3 separate regions of the Mus musculus genome follow, and regions 1 and 3 are each linked to region 2. Evidence: chromatin contacts called from public HiChIP or PLAC-seq data. All regions are on one chromosome and are shown on one strand. Each heading gives the region's core, a stretch centred on a gene start, on an enhancer-like site or on the middle of the called end of the contact. The rest is flanking DNA. Distances are from core to core; before and after follow the strand shown. Region 1 has its middle 8.3 kb from the start of Gm22540. Region 2 overlaps Usp2 (ubiquitin specific peptidase 2). Region 3 has its middle 25 kb from the start of Ddx6.

Evidence for each region. HiChIP or PLAC-seq counts read pairs in DNA pulled down with a chosen protein or histone mark.
Region 1: a contact with region 2 is called in an H3K4me3 HiChIP or PLAC-seq map of bone marrow-derived macrophages, with 4 times the contacts expected there. The contact joins two enhancer-like sites. A contact is called at or near these places in 2 of 39 promoter capture datasets (the HPC-7 cell line and pre-B cells), 2 of 115 datasets of contacts at active chromatin or transcription factors (bone marrow-derived macrophages and extraembryonic endoderm stem cells) and 2 of 9 other capture datasets (adipose tissue and pancreatic islet).
Region 3: a contact with region 2 is called in an H3K27ac HiChIP or PLAC-seq map of microglia, with 4 times the contacts expected there. The contact joins two enhancer-like sites.

What each region holds. Positions count from the first base shown.
Region 1 is chr9:44,466,905-44,469,604 of GRCm38.p6, forward strand. No RefSeq gene overlaps it. Among named protein-coding and RNA genes, the nearest start is that of Gm22540, 8.3 kb to the right of the region's middle. Within about 2 kb of position 1,422, at least 15 of the 459 cell types and tissues checked have an H3K27ac peak or open chromatin away from gene starts, as enhancers often do. A contact at or near this core is called in bone marrow-derived macrophages, where this site is marked.
Region 2 is chr9:44,088,037-44,090,736 of GRCm38.p6, forward strand. It overlaps Usp2 (ubiquitin specific peptidase 2), which reads left to right. Exons shown (of 13, transcript NM_198092.2): 3 at 1,096-1,146; 4 at 1,994-2,117. Among named protein-coding and RNA genes, the nearest start is that of Gm39325, 4.4 kb to the left of the region's middle. Within about 2 kb of position 1,310, at least 73 of the 459 cell types and tissues checked have an H3K27ac peak or open chromatin away from gene starts, as enhancers often do. A contact at or near this core is called in bone marrow-derived macrophages and microglia, where this site is marked.
Region 3 is chr9:44,578,227-44,580,926 of GRCm38.p6, forward strand. No RefSeq gene overlaps it. Among named protein-coding and RNA genes, the nearest start is that of Ddx6, 25 kb to the right of the region's middle. Within about 2 kb of position 1,310, at least 73 of the 459 cell types and tissues checked have an H3K27ac peak or open chromatin away from gene starts, as enhancers often do. A contact at or near this core is called in microglia, where this site is marked.

The DNA.
Region 1 (2,700 bases), core at 172-2,671, 380 kb after region 2:
TAAGAGAAAAGAGCGGGAGGGATTGCTCTCCCTGGTGCTCAAAGAAGAAAGCCTGCAGAGAGGACTTGGGGCAGCCACAGCAGCAGGGGAAGCAGAGAGATTTGAAATCTGCTCCTGGCTTTGGCAAGGCGAAGCCATCGGGGAGCTCTTCGGGCTGAGGCTGTGGCTCACTGATTGAGCGTTTATTGGCCTAACGTGCATATTGTCCTAGGTTCGATCCCTGGTAGCGCAAGACGACAGCTTGTACTGGGAGACATGTAAACAAGAAGGACTAGCATGGACAAGAGGATACTGAAGAGGAAATGTCTGTATGGAGATGGGCCTAGGGCTCCCTAAAGTCCAAGAGGCCAGACAGCCTGGGGAGGACAGGATCAGAGGAAGCTCAGAGTGGGGTCTTCCCTCCTAAGCCCTGTCATATAGTTTCTAAGATTCTCTAAGTCCCTGTGGTCCTTTGAATGAGAATGGTCCCCATACACTCATATATTTGAATGTTTGGTCCTCAGTTGGTGGAACTGTCTGGGAAGGATTAAGAGGTGTGACATTGTTGGAAGAGGTACGTACCTGGGAGTGGGCTTTGAGTTTTCAAAAGCCTAAGCTGTAAGCAAGTCCCTAATTGAATGCTTTCTTTTATAAGTTGCCTTGATCAAGGTGTCTCTTCACAGCAATAGAAAAGTAAGGAAGACGGCACCTCTGATGGGCACAGGGAAGGAGATTCGGGAGCCTTCCTGGGATGTGAATGGAGTATAGAGAAGGCCTGAGTGCCTTACCAAAAGGAAGCAGATCCTAGATCATAGCCAAAGAACAGTAGGACTCCATCTCCAGCCAAGTGGCCTAGGGACCCAAGAATGGCCGTTTTTAATTCCTCTTGAGGTCTAGCAGTTTCTGAGCTCTCACCACCACCAATAGGGACTTTCCAGTTGGGGTGTAGCCCAAGCCCACCTATAGCTGTGATAGCCAAGGTTACCACCAGGAAGAAGAGCAGAGAGTCATGGGAAGAGGTCAGTAATGCTTTGATTCCTTTCCCAGCCTCCTGAAGCTGATGGGTGGTTTTGGCATGGCTGCCCAGGCCACAAACCTGAAGCTGGCTTTCTGCATCCCCAGACCTTGCTTGCTTGACGTGCACATCGGCTACTGGTGCCCTTTGCAAAGCTGTTATTTGTACAGAAGCCCAAGGGATAGGGATAGGGGAAGTTGTCTCTCCCCCTTGCTTTGTCCCTGCCACCACTTCTTGCAGAGGGATCTGCAGGCACACACCACCCCCTGGTCACTCTTACTGACACACCAGAGCCTGCTGCTTCCCTGGTTCCTTAGGTGCCCTGGTTCAAGCTTTGAGTTCTCACGACTGCTAGAGACAGCCTGGCTTGTGCTTGCCGCACCCTCTTCCTGCTCCAGGAGTTTCTGAACCCAGTCCCTTCCTCTCCACTTCCCCAAGCCAGCCCGAATAGTAGCCCTGAGCCTCCCACGGAGCTCTGAACCCTGAGCCTCTGTCTATGGCATAAAAAAATGAAGGCAGCCAGTTCCAAGTAGTGTGCCCTTTGATCAGCTCCCAAGGGTGCGACCCGCCTTCAGGGTAAAGGGAAAGCCTGGAGGTCAGGAAGCAGGCTCCTGAGGTAAGCAGAGGGCTGGGAAGGGGACGAATGAGCTGGAGCAGAGGGTCCAGCCCTGACCTTGAACTCAGGTTGTGAATAGCAGTTGTAATCTCCACTTTACAGGTCAGGGGTGATGCGAAAGAATAGGAGGTTCAGAGAGCCTAACACGGTGCCTGGCAAGTAGTAGATGCTTAGAATAAGCTCATCTCCTCTGAACTCGTTTGGGGTCCTTTGGGGGCTCTGAAAGAAGATGGGTGCTGCAAGAGGCCAGGAACCCTTGAGGTAAGAATGCAGGTGTAGTCTGTCTCCCTCCATGCTAGAACACAGAGCCCTCTGCAGTTGCTGCTTTTCTGGCCTGGGTGTGACAGCTGGATAGGTATTCCTCACAGGCTGAAGGAAGTCGAGTAAGAAGGCCCAGTAATGGGAGAACTGCCTTTGGGGTTTCAGTCCCCACTCCAGCACATACCAGATCCCTAAAATTCATAATCCGATTTATATTCCTATTCCCTCCTCTGGACCTGTCACCATGGCAACAGTTTTCTCAGTTGCACTTCATCAGCTTCTCAGCAAATCTTTTTTCTGCCCCCCTCCCAATTCAATCTCTCTTTTCTCATCCTCAGTTGGTCTGCTCTTCTAAGGGTGCAAGGTGCTCACCTGTTTCCCCTCTCAGTTCCCCCAGGTCCCTCTGTCCTTCCCCTGTTCAGATCTGTTTCTAGGGACTCTTTCTCACCCCTCCCTTCTCAAGCCGAAAACTGGGGTCTGTTGGGCAGGCAAGAACTTGTGTCCCTCCTGGACAGAGAGGAGCGTCTCAGCGGAACAGAGTTTGGATCCCAGTGGGTTCTGGGTAGAGGTCTGCTGCCCTGGTGTGTGGGTGGAGGGTACCGCCTTAAGCTGATTGCACTCTGACCTGAAGGAAGGACATGGGGGGCAGGGCAGCAGCATGGCACAGTTTCTGTTCCAGTGCTCAGTCAATTCAATCTTCTTTTGAGGGTGTTCTGCAGGATAGTCTCCCTGGCTCACCCTTGGAGACACTCAGCAATGCCTTTCAGCGAGCACCAGTATGGGTCACAATCCCCAAGCCGAGCCGGTTCTGATTTCTTACTCTTCAAAT
Region 2 (2,700 bases), core at 60-2,559:
GCACCAGAGTTGCCTGCTCCGAGGCCCCCTTTCCAAGAGGGGGTGGCAGACTCATCCCCAAACTCAACCGCTTTAACCCTTTGAGCCTGAAGGGTTTCTGATCCCTAGGAGGTGTGCCCAGGATTAGCTAAGAGACCTTGACAAATAACACCGAGAGCCTGCAATCTCACACCTGTTCTCTCTCCAACCCCCTCACCAGCCTCCACAGTAGAGACATGAGCGGCACCTTCAGCCAGGTGCTTCCTCAGCTTGGGGCAGTGGCCAGTAGGGATGTTGAAACCCGAGACGAGCCGGGCTGGGAGGATCCTCCCGCCTTGGCTCAGCCCTTTAGAAGCTGAGTTCAGCTGGAAGGAATTCCACCTGTCTCTGGCAATTCAGACAGGCAGGCAGCTTGAGTTTTCCCCAGCTGAAGATCGAAACTCAATTAGAGTGGTTTGTCATTTCAATTTCTTAACATGCCAATTATGATGGTCCCTTTATATATTGAACATGTAATATAAATATAGGTCATTTGAAATAGTGCCTGGATTTGAGCTATGAACCCTGTTTTTGTTGTTTCATATAGCTCAGGCTAGCCTTTGGGTTCACTATGTATGTAGCTGAGGCTGGCCTTGATCAAATTCCTAATTCTCCTGCCTCTGTTTCCAGGTGCTGGGATTGCAGGCTTTCATTACCATGCCTGAGCTGAACTTTCAATTTCATTTAACGAGGAATTGAGTAAATTCCTGAAATTATGAATCCCTAGCCTCTAGTCTCCACTGTAGCAGAAAATAAAGATAGAAAAGCTGGTGTAGTAGTAGCTTATACCTGTAATCCCAACACTCGGGAGGCAGAGGCAGGAGGGTCACCATCCGTTCACTAGGCTACCTAGTGAGACCCTGTCTCAAAAGAGCAAAATGATAGGGAAGTACATAAAAGAGCAAAGTCCCGGAGAGCAGTCTGCGTGATGAAAATAGGCATTCCTCCCTGCTCTCCAAGACCCAGACAGAGGCTGAAAAGAGAAGTCTGCTGGGGAAGGGAAGGAAGTGTTGGGCGAGAACTAGTACAGACGCCGGGCTGTCCCTCGCCCTCATGTGACCTGTTCTTCACTTACAGAATTCAAAGAGTGCCCAGGGTCTGGCTGGTCTTCGAAACCTTGGGAACACGGTAAGTTCCTCCCAACTCACCTCTTCCCTGAAGCCCTTCCCTCCTCTCTTGAATGGGATAGTTTTACAGAGTCCCCTCCTGGCTCCAGCTAGCTTCCTATCCTATAGGGCAATCAGCACCTGCCCTTCCTGGCTGGGGTTTCAGTGAATTGTGGGGCTCTGTCTCACCCGCCCCCAGCAGGAAGCACTGCTAAAAGGAAGTTGCCCTTGTCACTTCGAGCCTGCTGCTCTCCTGGATCTTCCTCCTGATTCCTGTCACTTCCCACCCACTGCTGACCAGTGTGCCCACACCCCTTTGTACACCTCAGTAGGAAGGAGCCAATTACAGGGCCTTCCCCCATACTTGCCTCACTCGGCCCTGCCTTCACTCAGGAAGGAGGAGCCTGGAGCTGTGAGAGAGTTCATTTTGGGTAGAAGAGAGAGAGAGAACCTTTAGGTAACAGAAGTGCTGGGTAAGGGGCACTACCCCATCACATCACAGTGTTGTTAGTTAGCTTTCCCCCACGATAGATACATGAGAGAAATCAACCTAATAAAGATGGTGTGTTGGGCTTGCTTACTGGCTCTGTTGCTTTGGGCTTGTGACAAGGCAGAAGGCACAGGTACAGCAAAGCAAAACCATTCACTTCATGGCCAGGATACAAAGTGGGGGGGGAGGGGGCAGTGGGGGAAGAGAGTGGAGTCCTACAGGCCTCTGCCGGGCAAGCCCCCAATACCTGAAAGCCTCCCACTGGGCCCCATCTCTTGAGGTTGCTACCACATCGCAGTAGTGCCATGAGCCGGGAATACATGCTTATGAAAACCCCAGAGCTGTGCACGCCCACTAATTGCTAGATGATCTCTCCTAGTGCTTCATGAACTCAATTCTTCAGTGCCTGAGCAACACCCGAGAGCTGAGAGATTACTGCCTCCAGAGGCTGTACATGCGGGACCTCGGCCACACCAGCAGCGCTCACACGGCCCTCATGGAAGGTGAGGAGCCCGTGTGGGCGTGGCCCCGCTCCCCTTCTCAGCTCTTCCGTTCCACCAGGCTGGACTGGTGTTGTGTTGTAGATGCACCCCCACTCCTCTAGTTTTCTTTCTTTGCCTGTTCTTGGTTGGGGCTCAAGTTTCAGAATCTGTTGTTGAAACACAGCCTTCCTGTGTAACCCTGGTTGGAGCCATGCGAGTGATTCTCTTGCTTCGGCCTCCCAGGTGTTGGGATCAGAGTATACAGCCTCATGTCTGACTCCAGTTTCAGTGCTCCATCTTATTTGTTCATTGGTTGTTGATCTGTGAGGTGCTTGGCTTGGCGGGTTGTCTTGGTTTTAGTTTTTTGTTTTGCTTTGTTTTGTTTTGTTTTTTGTTGTTTTTGAGACAGTCTCATGTAGCCTAGGCTGGCCTTGAATTCCTGATCTTCCAACCTTAAGGTGGGACCACGGGTGTGCACCACAAAAGTGCTCACTTGCTTACAGAGGACCAGAGCTTGGTTTCCCTCCTATGACCTCCTTGGGCACTCATAAGCATGCACACACACACACACACACACACACACATATACACACACACATACACA
Region 3 (2,700 bases), core at 60-2,559, 490 kb after region 2:
TCCCAAGTGCTGGGATGAAAGGCATGCGCCACCACGCCCAGCCTCTGCTGAGCTTTCTTGCCGTCCTGCATCTTGTTTTTTGAGACAGAGTCTCTCAGAGGGACCTGGGGCTCACAGTTGGGCTGTGCTGGCTGGCTAAGGTCATGACATAATGTCTAGCCTTCTATGTGGGCCTCAGGAATCAAATTCAGGTCTTTTTTTTTTTTTAAGATTTATTTATTTTTATTATATGTAAGTACACTGTAGCTGTCTTCAGACACTCCAGAAGAGGGAGTCAGATCTCATTATGGATGGTTGTGAGCCACCATGTGGTTGCTGGGATTTGAACTTCGGACCTTTGGAAGAGCAGTCGAGTGCTCTTACCCACTGAGCTATCTCACCAGCACCAAATTCAGGTCTTTATGAGTGTAAAGCAAGCCAACTGGGCCATTGCTCCAACACCACATGTCATAATTATTACAACAGGAAAATGACTTAGGCACATTTGTCTAGTGTGGCATCATCAGGCAGCAAATACTTTGATTATACTTTGGGTTCTCTTCAGATCATGTACGTCTTTCTCCTTAATAAATATTTTTAGAGTTTTGAACAAATCAGTCAATTGGAAGTCAGGAGAAGGATGGAAGAGCAAAATCTTTAACGCTCCCTCCCCTAGGCAGCTGCTGTGATGGAAACTCCTTCCTCGTGGGAAACAGACGTGTCCACAGCTCTACGGGAGCTTCGTGGATGCAGTCTTGCTCTCTGTTCTTGAGGATGCAGAGATAGAAAAGAATAGTGAAGACTCTGGTGGGGAGTGAGGACATTAACTTTACAGGGCTGGACCTGGGGCTGGGTTGGGAGAGCACTTGCATACAAGGCATGTGGTCCTAGGTTTGATCCCCAGCACCCAATAAACCAGGTCTGTGATGTGGGAGACAGAGACAGGAGGATGAGGTCAGGGTGATTTTAGCTACACAAAGCGTCTGAAGCCAGCTTGGGATATAAAAGACCCTGTTTTATACCCTGCCCCTCAAAAAAAAAAAAAGCAGTACGTAAGTAAACAAACATAAAGATAAATAAACAAATATAAATAAAATGTAAATAAACAAATATAAAGACCGGGGAGGGTCCCAAAAGTACTTCAGTTGTGTGGTCCCTGGCAGTCTGGCAGGCACAGTGCTGCAAACACGTGATTCCAGTTCCTCAAGGGGCACTTTTGCCGATGACATCAAGACCAGCTTACCAAAAGGGGGACACCATCTCAAGCAAAACAAACAGTAGTGTGGGCTTTCTGTAGGCAAAGGAGAACCAGGAAGCAACCTAGTGGTAGCGTGTAGGAGGAGGGGCCGCCAAAAGGGGGAGGGGCCAAGGGAAAATACGAAATCCCCTATTAGGAGACTGCAGTTCAACGGGAGTTGAGAGTGATGTGTTGATGTCAGCAATGAAGCAGCTGTGACTTGCAGCTCTCTGATCCAGGCAGGCTCTCAAAAGTGGAAGTAAAAGCCCAACAAGAAGGAAGAATGAATTCTCCATGTTGACAAACATCTGCTCCCAGAAATAAAAATATCCTTTATTCAGAGAGACTTCTTCTTCTTCCTCTTCCTCTTCCTCTTCTCCTTCTCCTCCTTCCCCTCCTCCTCCTCCTCTTCTTTCTTCTTCTTCTTCTTCTTCTTCTTCTTCTTCTTCTTCTTCTTCTTCTTCTTCTTCTTCTTCCCCCTTCCCCCTTCCCTTTCTCCTCCCTTCCCCTCCCCCTCCCCCCTCCTCCTCCCTCTCATCCTCCTCCTCCTTCTTCTCCCTTTTTTCTTTTCCCTTGAGACATGGATTCTCTGTGTAGTCCCAGTTGTACTCACTACGTAGACCAGGTTGGCCTCAAGCTTACAGAGTTCTGGCTGCCTCCACCTCTCAGGTACTGGGATTAAAGGGGAACTCCACCATGTCTGGCTCAGAAATAGTTCTCAACCTCTTCAGGGAATGTAAAAGCATTGCAGGGGCTGGGGAAATGATAATGAACGTAGTAAAAAACAAAATGCCTTTCAGACATCTAAAAATAGCTTAGACAAGATCCAACACTCCACCCAAGGCTGCACCCGATAACCAGAACCCAGGGATATCCTTCACCCAAGATAACCAGACACAGTCCTGGAACCCGTGACACCCATTCAACAGTATATAAGCAGAGATCGAGAGCAATATTCTGCTCTACACATCTAGAGAGACGCCACCTTGATCTACCCTGTGGCTACAGAATCTCAAACAGGGTCCTGACCCTCAAATCAAAGACTTAGAGACTTTAGACTTCTGTTAAAGACTGGACCTGACCTTCAGCTAAGATAACTCGTACCGGTGAGTAGCCTTGGGGAGATAGGCTTCAAACCATTAGTTAGGAGTTCAGAGTGTGAACCCTCAGCATAATAAAATATAACTTTTGTTATACTAACTACACGCACCTACCTTCATGCTCACTATAGTGGTTGAAGGCACACACTGCTCTTCCAGGGGACCCAGATTTAGTTCCCAGCACCCATATGCGGGTGGCGATTCCCAACTGTCTGTAATTCAGGTCCATGAGGAGCTGATACCGCCCAGCATACACACATGCACATGATTAAAGATAACAACAAATCTTCTAAAAATAGGTGTACCAATCATGAGAGATGATGGCTCTGGTTAGGGCACTTGTTGCTCTTACAAAGGACCCAGGTTTGGTTCCCAGCACCTACA